2 separate regions of the Arachis hypogaea genome follow, and region 1 is linked to region 2. A link is a contact called in public Hi-C data. All regions are on one chromosome and are shown on one strand. The core of a region is the stretch at or near the end of the contact, and the rest is flanking DNA. Distances in the headings are between cores, read along the strand shown. Region 1 holds the start of LOC112732834 (gamma carbonic anhydrase-like 2, mitochondrial). Region 2 holds the start of LOC112732825 (CBS domain-containing protein CBSCBSPB1).

Region 1 (6,965 bases), core at 3,900-6,399, 190 kb after region 2:
GTTTACATATGTTATAGATTTTTCCCTCGCTCTTATTATTATAATATTATAAAGGGATAGGAGTTGTATGTTTTATATGTATATTATATTTAGGGTAAAGTATACTTTTTATCTCTGAAGTTTGGCAAAAGTTTTAAAAATACCCCTAAGTTTTATTTTGTTTCAATTTTGTCACAGAAGTTTTCGATTTACATCAAATATACCCTTGATGGCTAAATTTTCAAAAAATTTAAGACCAATTCAACAACAATTTCATAAGAACAACCTTCAACACAAGCGAATCAAGCATAATTTTTATGCATTATTGTTAGATTGGTCTTAAATTTTTTGAAAATTTAGCCGTCGAGGGTATATTTGATGCAAATCGAAAATTTCAGGGACAAAGTTGAAACAAAATAAAACTTAAGGGTATTTTTTAAACTTTTACCAAACTTCAGGGACAAAAAGTATACTTTACCCTTATATTTATAAGCTACTTATGTAAGAAGTCTTGTATATAAATATATGCTTGTTTGTTTTCAAGATAAAGTATTTTTCCAATTTTTGAAGAAATCAGAGATATAGTTTTGAGTCAAAGGATCATATTTTATTAATAAGTATATGAAGTCTTCGTAATACTTCTCGCCATCAGAGTGGCGCAGCCAGAAGCATGACATTTTGATAGTAAGGGTGTTACATGTAGCTGACGAGGTGGCCATTTCTTGACGAAGTCGGTCGCATCATGCTTCAAGATCGACCAGTAAAAGCCAGCTCGTAGACTTTCTTTGTGAGTGATTTTGTCTCTAGAAAATTTTTACAGATGCCACTCTAGACTTCATTTAAGGCTTCTTTTGTTCTTAAGGTTGGGACACACTTTAACAAGGGAGTGGATTCTCCTTCTGTAGAGGACATTGTGAACTAGTGTGTAATTTTGAACTTTCCTTATTAACCTTCTTGCTTTCCTTTCGGAAGGATATCAAATTTTAAATATTTGATAATGGGGTCATCCGTACCAAGTTCATGTTAGAGACTGTCAATATGTCTGAGTGGCCTATTTCCTTTGCCACTGAGGGTGATTATAGGATTTCTTATATCAGACTTCTATTATTGCCTCTTGGCTTTATGCTGGCTAAATTGGAGAAAGCATTAACTCGGGTATTTTGCTCCCAAGTTATAGGCCTAATTTCATATTCCTAAAAATTGGCCAATTGTGCTAGTGTTTTCTCCAAATGCATCTTCATATTGTGATCTTTTGCTTGATAATCACTATTTACTTGCGAGGTTACTAGTTGGGAACCACTAAAAACTGTGTCCTTTAAGGCACCGACTTCTTTGGCCATTCGCAGACCTGCAAGCATGGCTTCAAACTCAGCTTGGTTGTTGGAGGCCAGGAAGTCGAACTTTAGTGAGAGTTCTACCCGAGTTTCTTCTTCATTCTCAAGGATGATCCGTGTCCCACTATCAGCTTTATTTGACGAGTCATCTAAATACAGGTTCGAAGTCCTGGGGCTCCCTTATTATTCCCCAATATATTCTGCAAGGAAGTTGGCCAAATACTACGACTTAATGGTTGTTCGAGCTTCATATTTTAAGTCAAACTCAAACATTTTCGTAGCCCACTACATCATTTTCCTGACAATATTTGTTTTTTTATAGGATATGCTTCATAGGTTGATTTGTTCAAACTTTAATGGTGTGATCTTGAAAATAAGGTCACAATCTTCTGAAAGTTAAGACAAGAGCATAGGAAATTTTTCTATCCTTTGATAGTTTAATTCTAACCCTTGCAATGCGTTGCTTGTGAAATAAACAGGCTTCTTCCTTTCTTCACCTTCTCATATGAAGGTTGAGACTATAGCCTTGTCAGCGACAGTTAGGTATAGTACGAGCTCTTTTCCCACTTTAGGTCTGGTTAATATGGGAGGCTCGCTTCAGAATTTTTTGAATTCTTGAAATTTTTGAAAGGCATATTCACATTCTTGAGTCCATTGAAAATCATACCATTTTTTAAGTATTGCAAACAATGGTAGAAGCTTTTTCAAGTAGGTCGGGCTTTGCAAATCTATAATGGCCCTACATTTGTCCGAGTTAGCTTCAATGCTTCCTTGAGTGAGAATGAATTCCAGGAAATTTTTTGCTTCTACTCTGAAAATGCACCTTGTGGTATTTAGCCTCATCCCGTACTATCTTATTATGCTGAACACTTGTGACAAGTCGGATAGTAGGATGGATTCATCATTGTTCTTCACTAGCACGTTATCCACATAGCATTTTTCAACCCAAAGGGAATGATAACATAATAATAGTTGGCCCTAGGGGTGATGAAGGATGTCTTTTTCTGGTCTGGTTCATGCATCGAGATTTAATTGTATCCCGAGTAGGCATCCATAAAGGAAAGGGTAAAGGTCCTTTGGACATGCTTTGTTGAGCTCAGTATAACCAACATACATCCTCCACTTCCCATTTTGCTTCTTTACAAATATGACATTGGCCAGCCATAAAAGTTATTTAACTTACTTTATGAATTCGGCTTCTAGTAGTTCTTGGACTTGTTCTTTCACGACTTGTGCTATTTCGAGGCTGAGTTTTCGTTGTTTTTGCTACATGGGTCGGAAACTGGGATACGCAGCTAGCTTGTGGCACATGAAGTCGAGGTAGGCATATCCACAACTTTTCATGGAAAGAAGTTAGAGTTTTCTTGTAGGAGCTGAACAAGCTCTTATTTCAACTTGGAGTCCAGGTTGGCTCCCACACTTATGATTTTTTCGGCTTCTTCTCATATTTGTACATCTATTATTTCTTCAGGTTGAGGTCTCAATTCTTCACAAATTCGGAGTCCTCCAAGCTCTATTGAATTGGCCTCTTTTCCCTTTATGCAACCTCGTAGATTCAAACTTTTATTGTAACATTTTTTAGCTAACTTCTGGTCTCCCCCTAGGTTACTATTCTCTTTAGGGTAGGGAATTTTATGCAAAAATGAGGTATTGATACGACTATCGTAAGTCGATTTAATGTTGACCGACCTATCAAGGCATTGTAGGCTAATGATATATCCACTATGATGTAATCTATGCTTAGGGTTCTTGCCTTCATACCTGTATCAAAAAAGGTGGTGTAGAGGGATATGAACCCCAAAGGTTGGATAAGAAAGTTCCCTAGACTAAAAAGTATGTCTGGATATGCTCTCAAGTCCTTTTCTTCTAGGCCTAACTTCTTAGAGCTAGTTTGAATAGAATATCGACCGAGCTTCCTTGGTTTACCAATGTTCTGTGAAAGTTTGCATTAGCGAGGATCATTGTGATTACTACTGGGTCATCATATCCAGGCACGATACTGTTAGCATCCTCTTTTGTGAAGGTTATTGTAGGCAGGTCGGGCGTCTCAGTGTTCTTTCCGACCTGGTAGACCTCTTTCAAGTATCTTTTGTGAGAGGATTTTGTTATCTCTCCTTCTGTGAATCCTCCAGCGATCATGTAGATATGCCTCTCAGGGGTTCATTATAGTCGGTATTAAGCTCTCTTTCTTTTACTATTGTCGTCTGACCTCCTAGCTAGGTACTTGTCCAGCCGACCATCTCTGGCCAACTTTTTAGTTACGTTTTTGAGGTCATAACAATCGTCGGTAGAATGTCGTAGATCTTAGGATATTCACAATATTCTGAATAATTTCTCTCTTTCTTACTTTTAATGGGCTTGGAAGGTGATATTTTTTCAATGTGACAGATCTCTTTGTAGACATCAACTAGTGAGACCTATAGAGGACTGTAAGAGTGATATCTTCTGGGTTTGTCTGAGTTATTGTATTATTTTTTCTTGGTCTCCTTCTCTTTTTCCCAAAGTTGATACTGATTTTTTTAGAGGTAAGTCTTCTTAATTGTGCAGTTTGTTCCATATTGATATATTTTTCAGCTCGCTCCTAAACCTTATACAAAGAGGTCGGATGTCTCTTTGAAATGAATTGTGAGAAGAGACTTTCCTTGAGGCCATTAACGAGCCCCATGATTGCTGCTTCAGTAGGAAAGTTTTAAATTTCTAAACATGCTTTACGGAACAGGGGTATGACAATTGCATGATCGTCATTGTGTTGATCAGGTTCTGATTCTGATACAGTATGTCCATCTTTAGGATGGTTGTCCGCCATGGTTGGGTATAGACTTTCAGGTCCCCGATAATGACGCCAATGTTCCTAGGTTTACCTAGAATCAATGTGATCTGAGTCTGAACGTGAGGTCCAGACTTCTTTTGAAATGAGATACTCCTATGTCTCCTTAGTAAGGGGTTGTTGTCCGAGCTCTTTAGAGAGGATGGTGGGATAACCTGCAAGAAACTCTGATGCTCAAATTAACAAGAATTTTAGGCAGGATTTTAGTAGATTGGAGTTCGAAAAATACCTGAAGGTGTCAAGGTACTTATAATAGTAGGGAAAATAAATTATCTTTATGAATAGGGTTGGGTCTATTGTAGCTTCACTCCTTGGGATAAGTTATCCAAACAAGTGGAATAAGTTGAACGTAGTGAAACGAAAAGCTCTATACGTATAGTCGAGATCTTGAGTCGAGTCCTCTCCTTCAATCCGTTGCTTGTTTGGTAGCTTATCCACTTATCTTAGTAGTTATTTTCTCCCTTTTATCTAGGAGTTGTGTAGATATCCTTTCTAAATCAGTAAGAAAATATATAAGAGTTAGTTATTTATTTAAACAAGTAGGGTTAAACCCATATGCTATGTTCGACCTCTTTCAGGTCGGGTAGACCACGGTATAGATATGAATTCTTGCTCTATAGAGTGTTGATTGAACTTTTAATCATTTTGAGTCTGACTCTTGTAATGGACCATGATATAAACAAAATTTTTTTATTTTATTTTAGAAAAAAAATTCCGTTTAAGGAAGTTGTAGAACATATTAGACATCGAAATATGATTATTTAGTAAATTTTTTTTATTAATAATTTAATATAGATAGATATAGATTAATATTTTAGTTATTTATTATGGAGTTTTATATAGCAAAATATTCCTATAAAACTTAGGATATTAGTATTTATCATTTTTTTTTCAAAATTAATATCACTATACAAATTATTGAAAAAAATAATAAAAAGAATGTAGTGTAAGAGTAAACAAGCAATTGGACCGGGCTAAAATTGTTAGCCCAACTTGTGAAACCAGTAAATCATATATTGGGCTTAAAATACCCGGGTTCTCTTGGATAGTCCAGAGACACATTCCCCCTTCCCTCACTCTCTGTTGTCGTCTCACACCCACCATCTCCGATTCCACACTCACTGTTTCACCATCACAGTTCTCTCTTTCACTGTGTCTCATGGCGAGTCTAGCACGCTTCTCTAGAAGAGCCCTAAGGAGTGCTCACACAATAGCAAACCGCCACGTGGAATCGCCACAGCTGCTGCACACAGCTGAGCGCGCTTTTGCGACGCAAGCTCCCAATTCGATAACTGCATCGCCGGATCGGGTGAATTGGGACTACAGAGGGCAAAGGAAGATAATCCCGCTGGGTCAGTGGCTCCCGAAGGTCGCTGTCGATGCCTACGTGGCACCCAATGTCGTCCTCGCCGGACAAGTCACTGTCTGGGACGCTGCTTCCGTCTGGCCCGGCGCCGTCCTCCGCGGCGATCTCAACAAGATCACTGTTGGATTCTGTTCCAACATTCAGGAGCGCTGCGTCCTTCACGCTGCTTGGTCTTCTCCCACAGGTTAGGTTATTTTCCCCCTTTATATTTTTCTGTTAGGTTATTACCGTTACAATAGCTTGTAATTTTCGTTGAGTTTGTTTGCTTTCTGATGAAATATAACATCAAACAGCGGGAGTTTTGTTTTGGCGTTGCAAATTGTTCATTTATTTGAGCAGGTGGTTTCTTTCTGAGCAGGTAGCCACATGCTAGTTTCTAGGGGTTTAGATTCATAAAATTCATGCTTTGGAAATGTTTTATCCTATTAATTGGATTTTTCGCCTTTTTATTTTATTTTTTTAATGTTATGCCTATGTATATGTATATGAAAATTCTACAACAATCAAGATTGTGTATTTTAGCATGTTCGCCACAGTTTATGCCAAAATTGAAATCATAATTCACCTAATATAATGTCTTGCAGCTGAATTGCGTCCTAAGATTTTTATACATTGTTTTATTCGCATTATATCCTTATCCTTCATACTTGTCTGTGCTTCATATTTTTATATCGGATCTTGCGTGATGTAAGCCTTTAACTTGTAAATATGCTTGATGTTATGTCCTCTGCAACACTTGTAATGCCATATTGCAATGGTGAAAGATAAACTAGCTTAAATGAGTTCATTTGATAATCTGTTTTCAAATCTCTTAGTGTTGGCACATAATCATCATATATTATTAGCTAGCCTTTGATTTATTCTTTTTGTTTCACGATTTAATGGATTCTTAACTTCTAATAGTAAATTGATGAATGGTTCAGTTTTCTGGTCATTTTCAACCGTTTCCAATTGCTTTCTTCCCTTTCTCAACTATTGTGTCACTGTGTCATTTAACTCGAGAAGCTGGAGTACAATTGGATGGTTACCTGTGCCTCGATAGATATGAGCTTCTAGTATAAAGCCATTAATTTGCTTTTAGCAGGGACGGAAGCATGTAATAATTTTTGGCATCATCGAAATACTTTAATCCCTATATTTATGTTCTTTAATTGTTGAATTCTTTGCTGTTGGTGCTGTTTATGGTGGAAGTACAATTCAGTTTTTCTTAATTGTTTAGAGATTTACAAGTTCATTATGTTAATTCTGTTGCTTATACTTATAACTCTTAATACATCATAGATTTCCAAGCTCCTGCTTTCCTTTATTAAGAATCACCTTTGAAGGCTTGATAAAGAAATGTGGATAAGCCATATATATAAACCAAAAATTGTCGTTTCCTATCATATTTGGACTTTTCAGATAGAGAAATGTGGATAAGGGGGGTAATTAATCCAGTTACTTCACTTTTGAAGGCTCG
Region 2 (6,337 bases), core at 1,639-4,138:
AAAGGAGTGGTTCTCCCTATTTCTCTTCCCTCAGAAGCCATTTTCAAGGAACTATCACTGGCATGCCATTAAAGATGTATGCATATATAAATACATATACACTACGAAGAATATACGAGTTTATTTATTAAATGCAGATAGAAGATAAGTGGCACCTTCGTGAATCGTCATCGTCATCATCATTTGGACTGCTTAAGGATATGGCCGAATCCCAAAACTTTTGTATCATGGAGTCGGCAGCTTCAGTGTTCAAATTGGCAGTATTTCCAACCTTAAGAGGAGAAAATTATCCTTCCATTAGAAAATAAACATGCTAGATTGCTAAAAGTAATAATAATACAAACATGCTTAATGTCTTGTTGCTAGTGATCAGATTGCTAGATTCTAAGAAGCTTAAGAAAATAATAGATGATAATATATGAAGCAGCAAGCTAAGCTTTTTGCAAATTTTAAGACAAAAATGTCTGTGTAGCTACTTCATTCTCATTAATATATAAGATATCGATATTTATCAGTTCATCCTCAACTACTACTTAAAAACATCTAAAGGATCACATCGACGATAGAAAAGTACAAGCCTTATTGACAAGAAGCACACCTGACCAGCTGTTGCAATAGCAGCATGAGCAATATGTATCACATCAAGCATAGCAACAACAGTGCCATCTGCTTTTTAACCAACCAAATCAGAAAAATAACAATGTTAGTACCAATTCTCAACCAGTTTATTTAACGGTAATATTAGGTAATATTAGGAAGACAAAAAAACACCCAGAACTTCAACAATTAATGAATGTTAAATAAGGCAAGTTCCAACTATTTTTTGCTAAATTTTTTTGTTATCAAACATTTCCGTTTATTTAATTACTTTGTACATCCAACTCATGAATTACTACATTACCTTTATCAAGCACTGGAAGATGCAAAAATTTTCCATCTTGCATGGTGTGAAGTGCATCAACAATCGGTGTATCAACTTTTGCACATTCTGGATTTGGAGTCATGGCCTGTCATTAAATAGAAGAGAAAAAGGAAATTAAAAGAAGAGAAGGACAATTATATGATTATTATATATTACATGGTAGGGAAAATGGTCCTAAATATATGTGACTAGATAGATCATGATGTACCTTCTCAACAAGAGTTGTTGATGCAGGAAGGTTTTGTGCTATTACTCGCATCAAGATATCCTTTGAACTGAAATTAGTAGGCATATTATATAGTCCACCAATAAGGTATGAGAATTCAGAGAATAAATAAACTGGCTATAATTAAATACTTACGTGAGGATACCACAAGGTTTGTCATCAACCATGACAACAGCACAACTGACACGAAGTTCAAGCATCTTCTTTGTTGTTGCCAAAACTGTGTCCGTTGGTGAAACTGTTATAACCCTGAAAGGTTCCAGAATCTGCAACATTAACTTGGATTGCCGGTAGGTAATAACTCCAGATTAAAAATACAAACAAATAAAAGGCCAGGTTATTCAATTCAAACATCTAAAAGTAATTACCTACTTTGATTTCTCAGGAATGATTGTAGACAAAGAAGGCTTGAATATCTGGTCCCGAAGAGTCTCCAAGAATGAGGAATTGGAGCCTGCATTAAGGCATAAATCAAATTAGCATGAAGCAGATACTGGAATAGTTAATTCTGTCCAATGATGAGTTCCCTAATTAATAAGAAATCATAAAACTAATTGATTAATTAATGAAGATACTCTACAAACCAGAAGCAGATGGTCCCCAGTGTTTTTCGATACCTTCAACAGCCGCTGCAATTGCCTTTCCTTTCTCAGCTGCCCTTTCAAGACGCGCAATGGCATCATACAAACACTTTGCTATGTCAAGTATGGCAACAACTTCTCCATTTTCCACCACAGGTAAATGCCTGAATTTTCCTGATGGTATATATATACATCGTACAAGATTATATGAAAGACCCTGCAACGTAACGCATGATACTTGCATGAAAAATGAATGTATATATACCAACCTTGAACCATCTTTTGGAGTGCTTCCACAGCAAGAGTATCGGAAAGGACGAATACTGGATTCCTTGTCATAACCTTGGAAACGGGTGTATCTTCAAGATTAACCTCGCGCGCAATAACTCTTGTAGCTATATCCTTCATCAAGTTATTAGAGGAATGAACTTCATGAATTAATTAAGTTCTTGCATAACAGAATAAGATCCAGAGAGTTTCACGTCGTATATACCTTGTCCGTCAGGATTCCACAGAGCAAAGCATTCGAATCGGTTAGTAAAAGAGAATCGACTTTGCGAGCAGCCATACGACGACATGCTTCAGAAATACTTGTTGAGTCGGGAACTGTCAATGCTCTTGAAAGTCTTAATGACCTCACAGTTCTCTCTCCCCTGTTCCAATCACAAACAATTAGAGAGAACAGGATGAAAAGTGAAAGAACAATTAGAGAGATAGAGAACATACGTGCGTTGAGGAGTAAAGGATTTTCGAATATCAGGGGATGAAAGCTCGGAAGAGAAGTTTTTCTTCTTCTTAGGGCGTGAGGGACTGTTGGTCAATGACACACTCCTTCGACCGTGATTTGCCATGTTGGTTGGATGAGCGGTGGCCGGGAAATGATATTCCCGAGGACCAGCCCGCGAAGGAGAAATTAAAACGATTGATTGAGAGGGAAAAGTTGATGACCAAAAATAATAACAAGACAAAGAGAAAGATGGGAGAGGAGACGTTGAAGGCTATTCCCATGGAGCCAATACGATAAATGACTTGCTCCCGCTTTGTAGGACACACGAACTACGCTGGACTCTACACGTATTACTCTCAAATGTGAGCCCTCCAAATTTGCATTCATCCCCTTGCGCTAAAATGGTAGTAGCAGAAACACTATCACTCTCACTAATGACTAAAGTCACTCTGCTTTGTCTATTTTATTCCATTTCAATAACGCAGACTACATTAATTTACATTTTATTAACTTTTTTAAAATTTAAATTAAAAATAATAATGAACATATACTATTATTAGAACAAAAGCATTGAATTAGCACCTAATAAATACCTACCTTGCACAAAGTATATATGTTAGCAAAATTAATGAATAATTAGAGCAACAATTTCGTTAGCTAAACAACGAAAATTGTAAATAACGTAAACAGTTGACTGCATTTTTGACAAACAAAAAGTGAAAAAAGAAAATTCATCCCCGATTATTCTCTTAAAAATTTTATTTTTACTTTTTACACTTTAATCATCTACTTTTTAATCCTTTTACTACAGCACTACCACTCCCCAAATTCTGATTGCGCATCGTTTCCTACCTCACCAGCCAACTTCAGCGCTGTCGAGTTTTCTCCCTATCAAGCCGGTGTTGTGCCGACTTTCCTACCAGACGCATCATTACTATTCTGCTACCATTCCCATTCTCCTTCTACTCCACACTTTCACGCACGGTGCCGCACCCCTGCTCGAAGTTGTGCTGCCACTTTTCATCGGTGCCATAGACCGAGCAACAGCAGCAAGAAGCCGCAGGTCAAAGGTGTCGGTACACTAGCCCTGAGTCGGTCCCACCGCCGCCTATATTCCGCTGTCACCGCCAACTACAGCAATATCATTGACACAGTAACGCGCAGGTTCTTCAGTTCGTAGGGTTTTTTTTTAATATTTTCTATCGGATGTAACAATAAATTGGCTTATCCCACCATGTCGCAAAACAGCAGTGGCTGCAGCTGCACGGGTATCGTGGGACTGCAGCAATCTCGAATGGACAAGCATCTTAAGTCAAAGTTGCCTCCAGCGGCAATGGCAAAATGTGGATGTGGACCGGCAGGACACTGTGGTGGTTGCGTGGCAAAGGTCGGAAAAGTTGTTACGGTGTGATGAGATGACCCGTAAGTGGTGTGCATAAGTTTAGCGATGCTAATTTTAAATTTTCAAATTTTAAAATATTTAATTAATTAAAAATTTAAATTTTAAAATTAATTTAATATTTTTTTTTAATTTGTTGTTCGTAATGTTTAGTATATGTGTTGTTATTCTATATTCTCTCTTAGAACGATTCTAATAGAATTAATTTTAGGTATTACTTTTGACTTCTATAATAATTAAAATGATTAAAAATTAAAATTTGCATTGAGTATTAATTTTTACGAAAAATTAGTAATATATTGTTATTTGTATAATTTATTAAACTTATTAAATGAACATTGTAATATTATTATTATAATATTATTATTGTAACGTTGTAAAAGAACTCAATCAAAATATATTCAAATAAATTAGATATATTCAATTGTACTCTTATATTTTATTATTCTATTTTTTTGTCAGTTTCTTATCAATTTGGTAAAAAAAATAATCTAAATCAATTTAATGTAAGTTTTTTTGTAATTATTTATAAAATTCTAATTTATTTTTTAATCTAAATGCACAAAATTCTCAATAATCACAAAATTTTATTTTTTTTAGAAGTAAAGTATCGTTTTTGTCCTCAACTTTTGGGGTAAGTTCCAAAGTTGTCCTTAACATTTCAATAGTCCTATTTAAGTCCCTAACATTTCAAAATTGTCCTACCATTAAAGATCTGTTAACAAAATTGACGGCGGGACAAAATTGAGACGATTTTGAAACTTCAAGGACTTAAATAGGACCAAAACGTTAGGGATAAAAATTAAAAACATTACATAGAAATAAATTTTAGTTTTATCCTTCAATAATATCAATTTTTTACTGTATATAGTATTCAATTATTTTTTAATCACATCTAAGTAAATTACACTTAATCACATTACTTTCATTCTAAATAAATTTATTTTTTTTATAATTTTACACTTAAAGTTATAAAAAAAAATTATTTAGAATGAAAGTAGCTAGTGTGATTAAGTATAATTTACTTAGATGTGATTAAAAATAATTGAATATTATATACAGTAAAAAATTGATATTATTGAAGGATAAAATTAAAATTTATTTCTGTGTATTGTTTTTGTCCTCAACGTTTTCGTTCTATTTAAACCCCTAACGTTTCAAAATCGTCTCAATTTTGTCCCGCCGTCAATTCTATTAACGGATCTCTAACGGCAGGACAACTTTGAACCAATTTTAAAACGTTAGGGACTTAGGACGGTTGAAACGTTAAGAACAACTTTAGAACTTATCCTAAATGTTGGGAACAAAAACGATACTTTCCTCTTTTTTTAGCTTTTGAAATAATTAAAAATAATTTAAGTTTAACTTAAAATAAAAATAAATATGGAAATGACAAATTTCACATTAAATTTTAAATTAAATTTTATAATATATAATTTTATAAATATTTATATGACATTTAATCAGATCCAAAATAAAATGAGAGTAAAACTAAAATACTCTTATAATTTATATCCTAGACTTATTACAATTACAAATTAGTTCCAGATTGAATGCCAAATTGGATAGCATAGAGATTTCTCTATGATTTTATTTGGATTTAATGGATAAGTAGGGCCTATAACGAATGAATTTAATGTACAACAATAATTATAGTTTCTTAGTGTTATCTAATTATATACTATCATATTTGATGTTATAGTAAATTCTTTTGACAAATCATTGTATTCTAATGGCTAACAATATATAAAACAATTTGTATTGTCAATGTATACCGGTAAAACTCATACAACGGTATGAGTAGTGCAGCCATTTATGTTAGGAGATAAAAATAATAAATATTATTATTAAAAAATATATTAAATTTAAATCATAAAATATAAGTATATATTAGTTATTTAAATATAAAAAATTACATTATTGCTAATATTTTTTTAAAATCTTAAAGGTATTTTTTTTATTTTTATGTTTTAAAAATATTAAATAATTATTTTATTATCAATTTGATTGAACATCTCTTTTTATATATATAATCAAATAATCATTCAACCACTCATCTATCATTTGATAATGAAGTCGATTCTATATGATGCACTACAAAAAAAATGTTGAGTACCAAAAAATTTATCGTCAAATTTATGGTCGGACATTAGCATCGGAATTTATCGACGGATTTGACAATAAATTCGTCAAAAAAAATACCGTCGACTTCTATTTTTTGATGTTAAATTCGTTGGTGATATTTGGAGGTAAAAAAGTAATTGGCACGTGCATTATGGATTAGTGAAACATTGCGTTTTGGAGAACGGTGAAACTTTACCGCCGGATATATTTACCGGTAAATCTGACGGTAATTGTGCCCTAAATTCGAACTACAAACCTTCTTTCCCCTCATTTCGAATCTCTCTCTCTCTCTCCTCACCATCTCGCCTCCTTTTCTCTCTCTCTCTATAACCTCTTATCTCTCCCTCAACAGCCCTCT

The links. A called contact is a pair of places that touch in the nucleus more often than the background predicts.
Region 1: a contact with region 2 is called in a Hi-C map of leaf, with 1.9 times the contacts expected there. The contact joins the promoter of LOC112732834 here to the promoter of LOC112732825 in region 2. A contact is called at or near these places in 4 of 8 Hi-C or Micro-C datasets (all in leaf).

Annotation. Positions count from the first base shown.
Region 1 is chr13:115,903,718-115,910,682 of arahy.Tifrunner.gnm2.J5K5, forward strand. LOC112732834 (gamma carbonic anhydrase-like 2, mitochondrial) reads left to right here and starts at 5,150. Exons shown (of 2, transcript XM_025781644.3): 1 at 5,150-5,690. The coding sequence starts at 5,300.
Region 2 is chr13:115,714,141-115,720,477 of arahy.Tifrunner.gnm2.J5K5, forward strand. LOC112732825 (CBS domain-containing protein CBSCBSPB1) reads right to left here and starts at 2,889. Exons shown (of 14, transcript XM_025781631.2): 1 at 2,456-2,889; 2 at 2,223-2,382; 3 at 1,999-2,131; 4 at 1,766-1,903; 5 at 1,521-1,602; 6 at 1,284-1,397; 7 at 1,131-1,197; 8 at 902-1,007; 9 at 599-666; 10 at 156-271; 11 at 1-57. The coding sequence starts at 2,580.